2 separate regions of the Mus musculus genome follow, and region 1 is linked to region 2. Evidence: chromatin contacts called from public promoter capture Hi-C data. All regions are on one chromosome and are shown on one strand. Each heading gives the region's core, a stretch centred on a gene start, on an enhancer-like site or on the middle of the called end of the contact. The rest is flanking DNA. Distances are from core to core; before and after follow the strand shown. Region 1 holds the start of Pgr (progesterone receptor). Region 2 holds the start of Birc2 (baculoviral IAP repeat-containing 2).

Region 1 (6,658 bases), core at 2,055-4,554, 1.1 Mb before region 2:
TGATATCTTAAACTCCCTATAATGGATTCCTTGAACACACAAATCATTAACATTAATAAAAGGGGAACAGGTGCATCCTTCCATGTTCACAAATGCTAGAAACACTCCTTTAAAAAGAGCTCCTTATACAGAAGTGATTTTGCCTTTGGCAGATGAAATATGACCTCCTTCCTCAATGCTGGGTCACAACAAACACGGCTGAGCGTTAGGAATTTAACTGGAATTAGCACTGGTTCCGGTTTGAAAACTCTGGAACAGTTGATTGCTCCAACATATAAATATAGTTGTGACTTCAAGGCATTGTTAACACATTGACATTATTTTGCCTAGTCACTGCATCTGAGACTCTAAAACTTGAGCATGTTTTTTCCTTTTCAAGTCCATTACTTCAGTATGTGGGGAAAATGCTCTTGAAGACATATATGAGGGGAGTAAAGTTGTCTGCACCAGTGTGAGCGTTCCATGCTCTGGTCGCCTGCAATTGTTGTTTAAACCCACCATTCAAACACTTCCCTCCTGCAGTTTACCACACTCTTGATGTTCCTAGGAAAATCAGGCCAGAGACCTGTGCAGATAGATCCCTAAGGGCTTTCTGATTTCAGTTCTGAAGCCACAGTTAAGCCCCACCCCTTCCAGAAAAACTGGCTTTTACATCTCAGCCTCCCCAACACACACACACACACACACACACACACACACACACACACACACACACACGGAGGGGGGGGGTGTCCTTCTTACAAAGTATTTAATGAAGTCCCCAACAAATCCTCAGCACAATCAAAGATCTTAGAGCGAGGCCTCAGGGTTTGAACCTGGGTGCTCAGGCTTCAGGAAGTTTGCAGGCAATGTTTGGGAGAATGGTACACAATAAAATGGTATATCTGCACTCCCTTTTATGCCCGCACCACACACACAAATGTAAGAAAAAGGGAGGCAATGGACAATGCCTGTTGGGTCTCCAAAGACCAGCTCCACAAGCCCCCGCGGCCATCCTGCCACCCAGAGATGATGGGGGAATGGAGCAGGGCAGGGCTGCCTGCAAGTGCTCACCTCAGGTAGTTAAGGTATGGCGGGTAGACCTGGGGCAGGCTGTCCTTGAGCACCGCGGCCTGGTAGCCCAGCTGCGGGAGCCCATTGAGGCCGAGCGGCTGGTAGATGGCGGGTGCTGCGGCGGTGGCCGGGGCGGCCGGCAGGCTGTCCCGGGGTAGTAGGCAGGAGCCGGCGGCTGGGGGCTTGCACGGCAGTGGCGCGAACGAACCCTGCGTGGGCGGCGCGCCCTCCGCTTTGTACAGGATGCACTCCAGCGCGGAGCCGGAGGAGGACGCTGGCGACACCGCGGCGCTGCTGGGTCCGCCGGCCACCGCCGCTTCTCCGGGCCTGGAGGATGGCGCTCGCTGCGGCGCGGGTGCCAGCGGGAAGTCTGGGAAGGTGGAGGAGCTGGCTCCAGCCGACAGGTAGGGGCGCGGCGAGCGCACAGCAGCATCCGCGCCCTCCTCCTCCTCCTTGATCTTCAAGCCAGGCGTCTGGAAGTCGCCGTAAAGAGGGAACACGTCCTCTTTGGGGTCGCCTTCCAGAGGGTAGGTGCAGTCTGGGAAGTCACCGCAGGGCACCGGCGGGGATGGCGCGGAGGGCGAGCCCCTAGGCGGGGCAAAAGGGCCCTGGGCTGTGGCCCCGCCGTCGTAGCTGTCCCCCTCCAGCAGCTGCCGGGTGCGGGCGGCCAGGAGTGCGTGGTTCAGAGGCAGGATGGGCACATGGATGAAATCCACCACTGTGGTGGCCAGTGGGGAGCGCCCGGGGGCAATGGGAGAGTCTTGCTCCAAGGAGACCCTAGGAGCAGAAAACCGTGAATCTTCCTTTGGGACCAGAGTGACACCGCCTGGGGCCGCTGAGGCCGCGTTGGCTGCGACTCCTCCTCCGCTGCCGGTGCCTTCCAGTGCTCGAGGTTTGCTCTTTAGAAGCGGAGCTGCAGAGCCCTCGGTCTCCAGGCCACTGTCCTCTTCCACCTCCCCTGCAGCTGGCTGCGGGGACGGCTTCACCCCTGCCCCGGGCCAGTGAGCACTCCCCGAGGTAGGGAGCAACAGCTGCCTGGGTGGTGACAGTCCTTTGGGCAGCACCTTCTGTCCTGCTCCTGTCCCGGAGCTGTCGCCAGCCTTGATCTCTGGCCGACTCATGAGCGGGGACAACAACCCTTTGGTAGCAGGGACACTGCGGGGGTCTTCTGGAAGCTCTGGCCCAAAGAGACACCAGGAAGTGATGGCCTCGCAGGCTGGAGGGCTGGCGTGACTCTGTTCGGTCCCGGAGGGAGTCAACAACGAGTCTAAGACACTGTCTAAGAGTCTGCTGTCCTTCTCCGGGGCTCTGGAATTTCTGCCTCCTTCCCTATGAGTGGCTTCTACCCCAGAGAAAGCTCCCTCCACGTCGGACAGCGACTGCTGGTCCCCTGTCTTTCCGTCTGGGAGCTCGGGACCCCGGCAGGACCGAGGAAAAAGCAGCCCGTCCAGGGAGATCGGTATAGGCGAGACTACAGACGACACGTCCGAGTGCTGGCTCCCTTGGAAGGGACCTGAGTCCAAGCGTGCAAGCAAGGGGGACCCGATGTGTGGGGGGGAGGGCGAAGCGCCAGACGTGTGGAGAACCTGCGGATCCTTTGCCTGCAGCTCAGTCATGACGACCCAAGCTCCCCTTTTCTCCTCCCCTGTCTCCTGGGAGGAGGGAAAAGGGAAGGAGGAGGGGGTGCCGGTGATATAGGGGCAGAGGGAGGAGGAAGTGGGTGTAGAGTCGCAGGACCCGTGGGATCTCCACCTCCTGGTTGGGAGGGGCGGTCTTGGTCAGCTCCTGTCCTTACCCTCCACCCAGACGCAGAGGAAGGGTGGTAGTCGCGCTGTCCCGGTCGCGGTGGGGTGAGGACAGGAAGAAGTAGCTGGAGCAAGCTGGTCTGGTCTGAGAACTGGGAGTTATTCGAGAGACTTTTTTTCGTGTTTCTTCTTGAATGGGAGACCCGGAACTGGTGTGGCCGGTGCTGAAAAAAAGGACTCCCGCTATCTCCGGACTTCTTATGTTTGTTGAAACCTAGACATCCTAGGAAGTTTGCTTTACAGTCCTCACCAAAAACCTGGGGCTAAGACGTAGCCCATTCTTACTCGTTCTCCTGCAGCGACAGTCTCTATGGCTCCCTAGGTTCTCTACAATCCCAGCGAGTTCTGGTTGCAGGTTGCTCTAGTAAAGCTAAGAGAAGTTAGCAGAATGTCAGAATCCTCGCACCCGTAAATACTACAAAGACTGATAGTGACAGTCTAGACTGGCTCCATAGCTTTCTAGCAAGCGTTGGCGCTCTAGGAAGGCCCGCCCAAAGCCCCTCCCTAGCCAATCACTGGCTAGATCTAAATCTCTGGCGTTGGAATTCCAGCTACTCACTAGTCTGATTCCACCTGGAATATCAGATGCTTTGAGAAGAAATCTAAACATATCAGAATTTGTACTGAATTAAGAAGCATGCCAGCCCCACCCTATAAAAAGCAAAGTTGTTGTAAAGATTTCAGGATTTGAAAATATTTGTAAATATTCAACACAGACAGTGACATATCGTGACATTTTATTTTTTGTATAAAAGGTATAAAATGATCTCAAGTATTTTCATTTTATTACGTGTATATGTCTCTGGGAGTGTATGTTACATGGTTATATAGTTGCTCAGACGTCAGCAGAGAGGGTGAGAGCCCTCAGAGGTGAAGTTGCAGGTGCTCTGATATAGGTGCTGAGGTCCTAACTGGGGTTCTCTGCAGGAGCAGCAAGTGCTCTGTGTGTATATGTGTGAGTGCTTGCATGTGTCGCGTGCATATGGTAGTCTAAGACTAGCCCCAAAGAGTGGATTTCCTCCTTGAACCATGCAGATTCTGGAGATAGAACTCATCCTGAGTTTGACACTGAACAACCTTACTGGCTGCCTGTCCAGCCTTCCTCTAACACGCTCAAACTATTCTTGTGACAAGTGGGCCACCAATGTGACTTAGCAGTTAAGGATGGAAGACAGTTGGTAACACATCGCTGCCTGTATGGGGAGTTTGGACATTGAGTGTCATATTCTGTTTGTTCTGATTTTCATGAGGTTCTCTTCAGTCCTTACTAAATATCTACATCACATATTAAGTTTTCCACTGGGAAAGCTAAATGGCATTTTCTCCCCTCTATGTTTCTCTACTCTTAGAATAATTACCATTGAGCTTTAAGAATAAATCACCTTTAAAGTCATGAGAACACTGTGGAGGGGAGAGAGTAATATGATTTATTTTATACACCGTCATAAGCTGTCCACTCTCAAGCCCAGTCAGTGGATGCCGTGACACATCGCTATTCAAAAGTGAGTTAGTCGTTTGGGAAATGCCTTTGAGTGTTTCCAGGCCATTTTAATGCTGAAGCCTGCAGTTATTCTCAGCCAGGTCTAGAAGATTTGTGAAAGGCTCCAAAACTGCAGAGATGGCAGAGCTGCTGGAGGCAAGGTGCCTAGATGTCAATCACCAGGGAGGTGCTACATAGTCGTGAATTGCTGCTGTTACACTGGACCATTGGGCTTGGGTGTGGACTATTCCAGCAATGAGATATTGCTGACTAATTTTAAATGTGTGAGAATTAGGGAGGGAGAAGAGAATTCAAGGAAGCAGTTATTGTATGTCTTTATGGTATCAAATGGTAAAACCGGAGTGTGGGAGCTGGGGGTGGAGGCATTCTGGACAGTGCATAGAAATAAGTGTGGGAAGCAAAGAAATGAGGCTAGCAGGTAGTCTCCTATAGGAGCATATACATGTATAATGTATATGGGGAACCTTGACTAAAGACAGAGTAAGATATTGAAAACTTGCCTCCAAAAGTGCACACATTCCCTTTAAAATCTCTGCATACTGTCCTTCCTCCTCCTTTCTTTGCAACATTACTACCCACACAGTAACCGATGATCTGCATCCTATCACTGTACACTAGGACGATGATCTGCATCCTATCACTGTACACTAGGACGTCTAAAGATCCTTGTCTGCTTTACTAGGTGTTAGGTTATGCTCTGTCTTCGACATAAGTTTTTTTTTTTAAGACTTTATATCAACTGGCATCCCTTTTCAGAATAGTTTTAGATTCATAGCAAAATCTACCAGCGAATACAGAGTAACTGTGCAGCTTCCTGCATGTTGTTATTAGTGAGCTCAGGCAGGTGCATGGTTGTTAACTAATGCCCAGAATATATACAGTTTTCTTTCAATATCTGTTCTCTTTTCTAACATTCTACCTGTAACAACTTGTTTCATTGTTATCATTGTTTCCCAGAATCCTCTTGGCTATGATGGATCTCAGACATCCCTTGTATTTCATGACCTCGATACTCCTGAGAACTCTTGTAGGGTGACATTCTTTAAGTGGTCATGGCTCATGGATTTGGGAAGGAAAGTTAAACTTGGCAAGTGGTGTTTAAAGGGTTCACACTGACAGGACTCACAGTAGGCTGTTGGCCTTGAGCACCTGTGTGAAGCAGTGATTCTCAGGGTCCTTCATATGGGTATTAGTTCCACATTTGGGAAGTAAGTCACTATGAGCAGTAAGAGTCAATATGAGTGGAAGCATGTGGGAGCAGGAAGTTACATTCTCTACTCCAAGATGGAGCAATTAACTGAAAGCTTAATCTGTAATTCTGCATGGGTGAACACAGTTGAGCCCTAGTACCACTTTATCCGGTCTTTTGTGTAGACCACTATGATACACTTTGAGTACTCGGGGCTCCTTTGCTGTCCTCTGTGCCAGGTGACACGCTTTGTTGATCTGTGTGGCAAAGGTGCATGGGCATGGAGTAAACTATTTTGAATACTTTTTCTTTGGTTCTCTGGAGTCAATAAAAAAAGTTCTCTTTGGTTCTCCAAGCTTCTTTGGAGATGTTTTGCCTGCTACCTCTATCCTCCTAGAATCAGCCATTTCTCCTTGGAATTAAATTATTTTATTTGAAAAAAAAATGATATTAGAAATGAAAACTTCCACTCCAGTTTATATAATATGCTCTTCTTATTTTTGGTCCAACTCTTTGAGTTTCAACTATTTATACTAGAAATCAATAGTTTACTCTATTGCAAAGTTAGAAATACACTGAATGACTATAACATGTTGTGTTTGCCTATGCTGACAGTTGACAGTTGTATGGTTTATGATTGGCTAGAAATTTACCATGTGTATTCCTGTCTTTATATACATATGTTTTAATTTTTCTTAGAAAAGTATTCAGAAGTGAAATGGCTAGGCTATATTCATGTGTTCTGTGGCCTTCTTGTGATCTCCATGGACTTCATACATTGGCTGCATTGCCATCATCACAATCCTTGGAGATTGGGCTGCTGAGAAGGTAATGTATAATGGACAGTTGCTTAGTCACTCCTGCCCCATGGTAAGATTGTAAGAAGTATCATCTATGCACCAGAGAGAAAAATCTCCCCAGAAATTGAATCTGCCACTTGGATGATGCTCTGATCTGTGCAAGGTAGCTATCCTTCTGGTGTATCGAAGCTACCCATTGAAGAAATGGTGCTTTATTATAGCATTCCCAATGGACCTATACCTAGGTGTGCACACAACACCGTAGGTGTGCAGACAACTGTCAAATCACTTTCCACAGTGGCTGCCCCAT
Region 2 (6,248 bases), core at 1,325-3,824:
TCCAGACATTTTGGCCTCTCGAATTCTCCCTATTTCTTTTCTCTCTCTCACTGTACACAGTCCACCTCCTCCCCAGACCGGCCTTGATCTTGAAACAAATCCTCTTACCTAAGCCACTATCCCTGCCACTTCATTGAATTTTAAGTCAAATATTTAAGTTATAGTATAATATTATGCTGAACCTATGCTGTGTATCACCAATACTACTAAATTTGTGTCTCTGTGTGCTAATTCTGAGCGGACTCTGAGATTTAGCAAACAGAGAAAGGCATATGAACAAGAATGTGCAGACTTACGCTTTTTATTCATTTATATATGTTATTGGATGTGCGTTTTGCTTGAATGGGATTGGGCACCGCATTAACTTTCATGCAGTGCCCATGGAGGTCAGAAGAGGGTGTCAAATCCTTTGGAACTCTAGTTACAGATGTGAACTAGGATGTGGATTTTAGGAACTGAACAAGGGTCTTGTGTAAGAGCAGCCAGTGCTCTAATTACTATCTCTCCAGCCCCTGGTTTTATTATACAATTTATGTTGTAGAAGTCTTTTCAATCATATTTTTCTTCAAAAGTGTCTTTAACTGTATACTTTTTTTAAAAAAATTATTTATTTTATGTATATGAGTACACCATTACTCTCTCCAGACACCCCAGAGGAGTGCATCAGACCCCATTGCAGATGGTTGTGAGCCCCATGTGGTTGCTGGGAATTGAACTCAGAACCTCTGCAAGAGCAGTCAGTGCTCTTAACCACTGAGCCATCTCTCCACTCTGAACTGTATACTTTTTTGTATATAAAATGAAAGATGTCATGATAACCACATCAGTATATGTATATATGTGTATTATATAATAATAAAATATATTTTTCAAAATTACCAAACTCTACATGGGCAATAGGGAAAGTCTTAGTTGAATTAATGGTCAACAAAATAAACAACTGGACTCCAAGATTATATATTATAAAAGAAGTAATAAGTTCTAAAACGTCTGAGTTTTGGGCATTGAAAATTTCCTAAATACTGAAGTAGGTCAGGACAAGAACTGAGAGAGACATATTCTTGAATTCAATGTGCACAGGCCCTGCTAGATTCCCACACATATTAGGAATGTTTTGTGTAACTTTCCAAGAAGTAGTGACTTGAACAAGGCATTGGCACATGTGTACCATTGGAAGTTTAGTCACTGGGAACCTTGGCACGTCTTTTCTGTGTATCAGAAACTGTCATGAATACTTTCTTTTTATTATCAGCATTTAGACCAGAAGACTGCCTGTTCTGTGACTGACCGACTTGCAGCAGAAATGACGGGAAAGAAAATGGGAAACGGTTCAGGGTCCCGGAATTCCCCTGGCAGCCTAATTTAGCGGTCTGTTTTACTTCTAAGTTTTTAAAATATTTGCCCATTTAACATGGAATTCCCCCGGAGAGAAGATCTGATTCATTCGTTAAGACCTTCAAGTCTAAAGTAAATTAAACTGTAGAAACCTCACTGGTAGTAGCCTACATTTCTAATCAGCACACTGGAGGCTGAGGTAGGATGCTAAATCCTCGGCTAGTCTGGGCCCTACAATAAAATCCTTTCTTAAACAAACAAATAAAAAAACTGCAAAACTAACCATAACAAATCATCCAAGCCAAACAGGGCCGCGGGGGTGGGGGTGGGGACATCAGAAAGTCCTACCCTGAATGCTAATGATTTTGCAGCACTTTCGGTACGGGAAAGGCAGCAGAGGGTGGGGGGTGGGGAGACAGACTGCTAGTGAACAATGAAGTCAGGGTTATTTTTCCAGTTTTAAACGTATTCTTCTACAATCTCATCACAGATATATAGTGCGCTTTAATCATACTCTCTCCCATTATACTGTTAACCCTTCAATGCCTTCCTCCAAACTAGTCCGCAGCCTTTTCCTTACTTTTTAAATTTATGGCCTGATGCGCTTAATTTGGGTCGCCTGCAAGAGCACTTTTTAAAAAAAATAATAATTTAAAAATGCATAACTACCTCCTCGCCCCAACTGGGTTTGAATTTCTAGGATTCGAGGTGAGCGCCACCATGCCGGCCTGCCAGAGGAGCCCACTTGTCAAAAATGTTAAAGCCCATCTTACAAAAAAACCAAATTATATTTAATGTACACGCACACGCGTGCATTCCGCTTTACTCAGGCGTTTCGAGGCCAGCTCACGAGCCTGAGCCGCCTTACCTATGACGCCACGTTTGCCTTAGTGCCTGTCTAGGACCCTTGCAGGGTGAGGCCGGAAAATACAGGGAGCTAGGAGGCGCGGCTCAGGGCTGCCGCCATTAAAGGTGCACTGCAGGTTAAAACACATGGCATCAAAGTCCGGAACGCCCAGCGGAGGCAGTGGGGCAAGGACGGACGCTCGGGAAAGCCTAGCCTTATTCGTCCGAGTCCCAGCGGCCCGAACGTTTAGCTTCCAAAGCCCGAGCACGCAGGCGCGAGCGCAGGCGCAGGCGCGCGCGACTGGCCCACAGCCCCACCCCGTCCTCCACGCGTTCCAACTTGCGGTGCGCGTCTGCTGACGTCACCTCAACGGCCCGCTGGCCGCAGGGGCTTTTGGGAAGGCTGCGGATCAACAATCAGGCGCCTCTGCTTCCAGGGCGCCGGGGGCCTGACTCGGTGGTGAGTGCGGCTGCCTTCGTCAGGACGGGCGAGCGTGGCTCTCGACGGCTGGGCGGGCTAGCTGACTCCTCCTTCGGCCCGGAAGGCAGTTCTCAGGGCCGCCCGACCCCCGCTCCCTGCCTAAGTCCTTGGGCTTGGACTTGTATAACAGTTTTGCTTTCTTTTCCTTTCGGTTTATTTTTTCAGTCAACCCAGGCTAGTCTCGAATTTGCGGCAATCCTCCTGCCTCCAATCGTTCTAGGTGCTGGGATTACTGGTGTGCAGCACCTCGGCTGTCTCTTCAGATTTTCTGCAGGTTTTTAAGCTTTAAGCCCGCGGCATTTAATGCCTTTAAACTAAGTTGTGCGGCAGGGGGATGACGGTTGTCACATCAGTTACTACTTGTCCCCAGTAGTCGTGTGAGAGGTTTGGTTTAACTGGGAAAGGTGTTCTCCATTCTTGTCTCTCCAAGCTACGTGTCGCCCCCCTGCAGTGGGCGTAGAGCCGTGTCGGTTGGGTGCTTGCTGGCGTTGTAACAGCTAGTGTAGTTAGGCCACACGGGTAGTGGTAGCTTTGTTCAGGCCACTGCTTTACCGGCACTTGTACTTTTTTGGTTTTGAGATGTTACCTGTGGTGGTTAGGGAATGGTTGTCCTTCACGGATTCCGTTTATGAGCTCTTCCCGGTGCCTTTATCTTGGCTAATTTAGCCCTGGCTAGTTCAAATGTTCTGTCCGGCAGGAGCGTTTCATTCCGCATCTGTCTTCCAAGTGTTGAGATTAAAATTGCAAGTATACCTCGGGAATCCTCAGGAAATATTTATATTTTAATATAATAGAAAATATCGTATATATTATTTATTTTATATTGTATTATAACTTAACATATGTTTATGTGTATAAATATATTTTATATGTACTTATATCTGTATTATATATTTCAATTAAATGTTTTAATAGAATATAAAAGTATATATAATTTTTTTCTTGTGATTAAACTTAGGGTTCTTTACCTGCAAGGCAAGTGCTCTAACATGGAGCTATATCAGTAGCCTTACAGACTACCTTTCCACTATTTATGGTGCCTTTTGTCTCCAGTGAAGTGCATATCAAAATATCTTTAAATCAGAAAACGAAAAGAGCCTGGTGGTAGTGTGGTCCTAGCACTTGGAAGGCTGAAGCAAGAGAATTCCAAAAAGTTTTAAAACCAGCTTGGGTTATATTGACTTTCTAGCCAGCCTAGTCTACAGAATAAGACCCTGTCCCTTAAAAAAAAAAAAAGTTCATGAAGTATAGTACATTTTTTTCTAATAGTAAATAAATAATATATAAAAGGAACAAACTTGAAAATCGGGGGCCAGTTTTTGACAAATGGAAATGTCCATTGTTTTCAAAGTTTTAATTTTTAAACTATACTGAGCTATGCATTTTAAAGACAAGCATAACTAGTACTTTGAGAATGCTTTTGCAGTGGTGTGTTTTGATTTAGACCCTTTCTAAGTAGACTGGTTGGGTGAGGAACTGCTGTAGTCAAGATTTGTTATCTAGAGTGTGTCATTTTTAGACATTACTGAATAAATTGATGATGACAATTCTGTGTAATTAGTTTTCTAAAATATTTTTTTTTCTTTCAGATTGATAGTCCTCAAGAGTCTTCATGTTCTCTTATGTTTTTCTAGAAATCAGCCCACTCATGGACATCTGAACATTTCTATAAGACGCTGCGGTTTGCTTTGCAGTGTGTTCTTGTGTATGATTAGTTATATAAAATACGAAGTTTTCAAAAAGAAGGCTAGTGCAACAGAAAAGCTTTGCTAAAACAGATTCTTAGTTATTTGAGGTAACAAAAGAAAGCCATGTCTTGAATTGATTCGTTCTTAATTATAACAGACTTATAGTGGAAAGGGCCTTAAACACAGGCGGACTTTATAAAATGCAGTCTTAGGTTTATGTGCAAAATACTGTCTGTTGACCAGATGTATTCACATGATATATACAGAGTCAAGGTGGTGATATAGAAGATTTAACAGTGAGGGAGTTAACAGTCTGTGCTTTAAGCGCAGTTCCTTTACAGTGAATACTGTAGTCTTAATAGACCTGAGCTGACTGCTGCAGTTGATGTAACCCACTTTAGAGAATACTGTATGACATCTTCTCTAAGGAAAACCAGCTGCAGACTTCACTCAGTTCCTTTCATTTCATAGGAAAAGGAGTAGTTCAGATGTCATGTTTAAGTCCTTATAAGGGAAAAGAGCCTGAATATATGCCCTAGTACCTAGGCTTCATAACTAGTAATAAGAAGTTAGTTATGGGTAAATAGATCTCAGGTTACCCAGAAGAGTTCATGTGACCCCCAAAGAGTCCTAACTAGTGTCTTGGCAAGTGAGACAGATTTGTCCTGTGAGGGTGTCAATTCACCAGTCCAAGCAGAAGACAATGAATCTATCCAGTCAGGTGTCTGTGGTGGAGATCTAGTGTCAAGTGGTGAGAAACTTCATCTGGAAGTTTAAGCGGTCAGAAATACTATTACTACTCATGGACAAAACTGTCTCCCAGAGACTCGGCCAAGGTACCTTACACCAAAAACTTAAACGTATAATGGAGAAGAGCACAATCTTGTCAAATTGGACAAAGGAGAGCGAAGAAAAAATGAAGTTTGACTTTTCGTGTGAACTCTACCGAATGTCTACATATTCAGCTTTTCCCAGGGGAGTTCCTGTCTCAGAGAGGAGTCTGGCTCGTGCTGGCTTTTATTATACAGGTGTGAATGACAAAGTCAAGTGCTTCTGCTGTGGCCTGATGTTGGATAACTGGAAACAAGGGGACAGTCCTGTTGAAAAGCACAGACAGTTCTATCCCAGCTGCAGCTTTGTACAGACTCTGCTTTCAGCCAGTCTGCAGTCTCCATCTAAGAATATGTCTCCTGTGAAAAGTAGATTTGCACATTCGTCACCTCTGGAACGAGGTGGCATTCACTCCAACCTGTGCTCTAGCCCTCTTAATTCTAGAGCAGTGGAAGACTTCTCATCAAGGATGGATCCCTGCAGCTATGCCATGAGTACAGAAGAGGCCAGATTTCTTACTTACAGTATGTGGCCTTTAAGTTTTCTGTCACCAGCAGAGCTGGCCAGAGCTGGCTTCTATTACATAGGGCCTGGAGACAGGGTGGCCTGTTTTGCCTGTGGTGGGAAACTGAGCAACTGGGAACCAAAGGATGATGCTATGTCAGAGCACCGCAGACATTTTCCCCACTGTCCATTTCTGGAAAATACTTCAGAAACACAGAGGTTTAGTATATCAAATCTAAGTATGCAGACACACTCTGCTCGATTGAGGACATTTCTGTACTGGCCACCTAGTGTTCCTGTTCAGCCCGAGCAGCTTGCAAGTGCTGGATTCTATTACGTGGATCGCAATGATGATGTCAAGTGCTTTTGTTGTGATGGTGGCTTGAGATGTTGGGAACCTGGAGATGACCCCTGGATAGAACACGCCAAATGGTTTCCAAGGTAATTGGTTCTTTTGTTTGTTTTCAAGTCTGGGTTTCTTGGAGTAGCCTTGGCTGTCCTGGAACTCACTCTGTAGACAAGTCTGAACTCAGAGATCTACCTGCTTCTTCCTCCTGAGTGCT

Evidence for each region. Promoter capture Hi-C pulls out the DNA fragments that hold promoters and counts their contacts.
Region 1: a contact with region 2 is called in a promoter capture Hi-C map of hippocampal neurons, with 4 times the contacts expected there. The contact joins the promoter of Pgr here to the promoter of Birc2 in region 2. A contact is called at or near these places in 1 of 39 promoter capture datasets (hippocampal neurons) and 1 of 115 datasets of contacts at active chromatin or transcription factors (astrocytes).

Annotation. Positions count from the first base shown.
Region 1 is chr9:8,896,479-8,903,136 of GRCm38.p6, reverse strand. Pgr (progesterone receptor) reads right to left here and starts at 3,304. Exons shown (of 8, transcript NM_008829.2): 1 at 1,054-3,304. The coding sequence starts at 2,669.
Region 2 is chr9:7,833,383-7,839,630 of GRCm38.p6, reverse strand. It overlaps Birc2 (baculoviral IAP repeat-containing 2), which reads left to right and starts at 2,574. Exons shown (of 8, transcript NM_007465.3): 1 at 2,574-2,641; 2 at 4,252-6,126. The coding sequence starts at 5,153.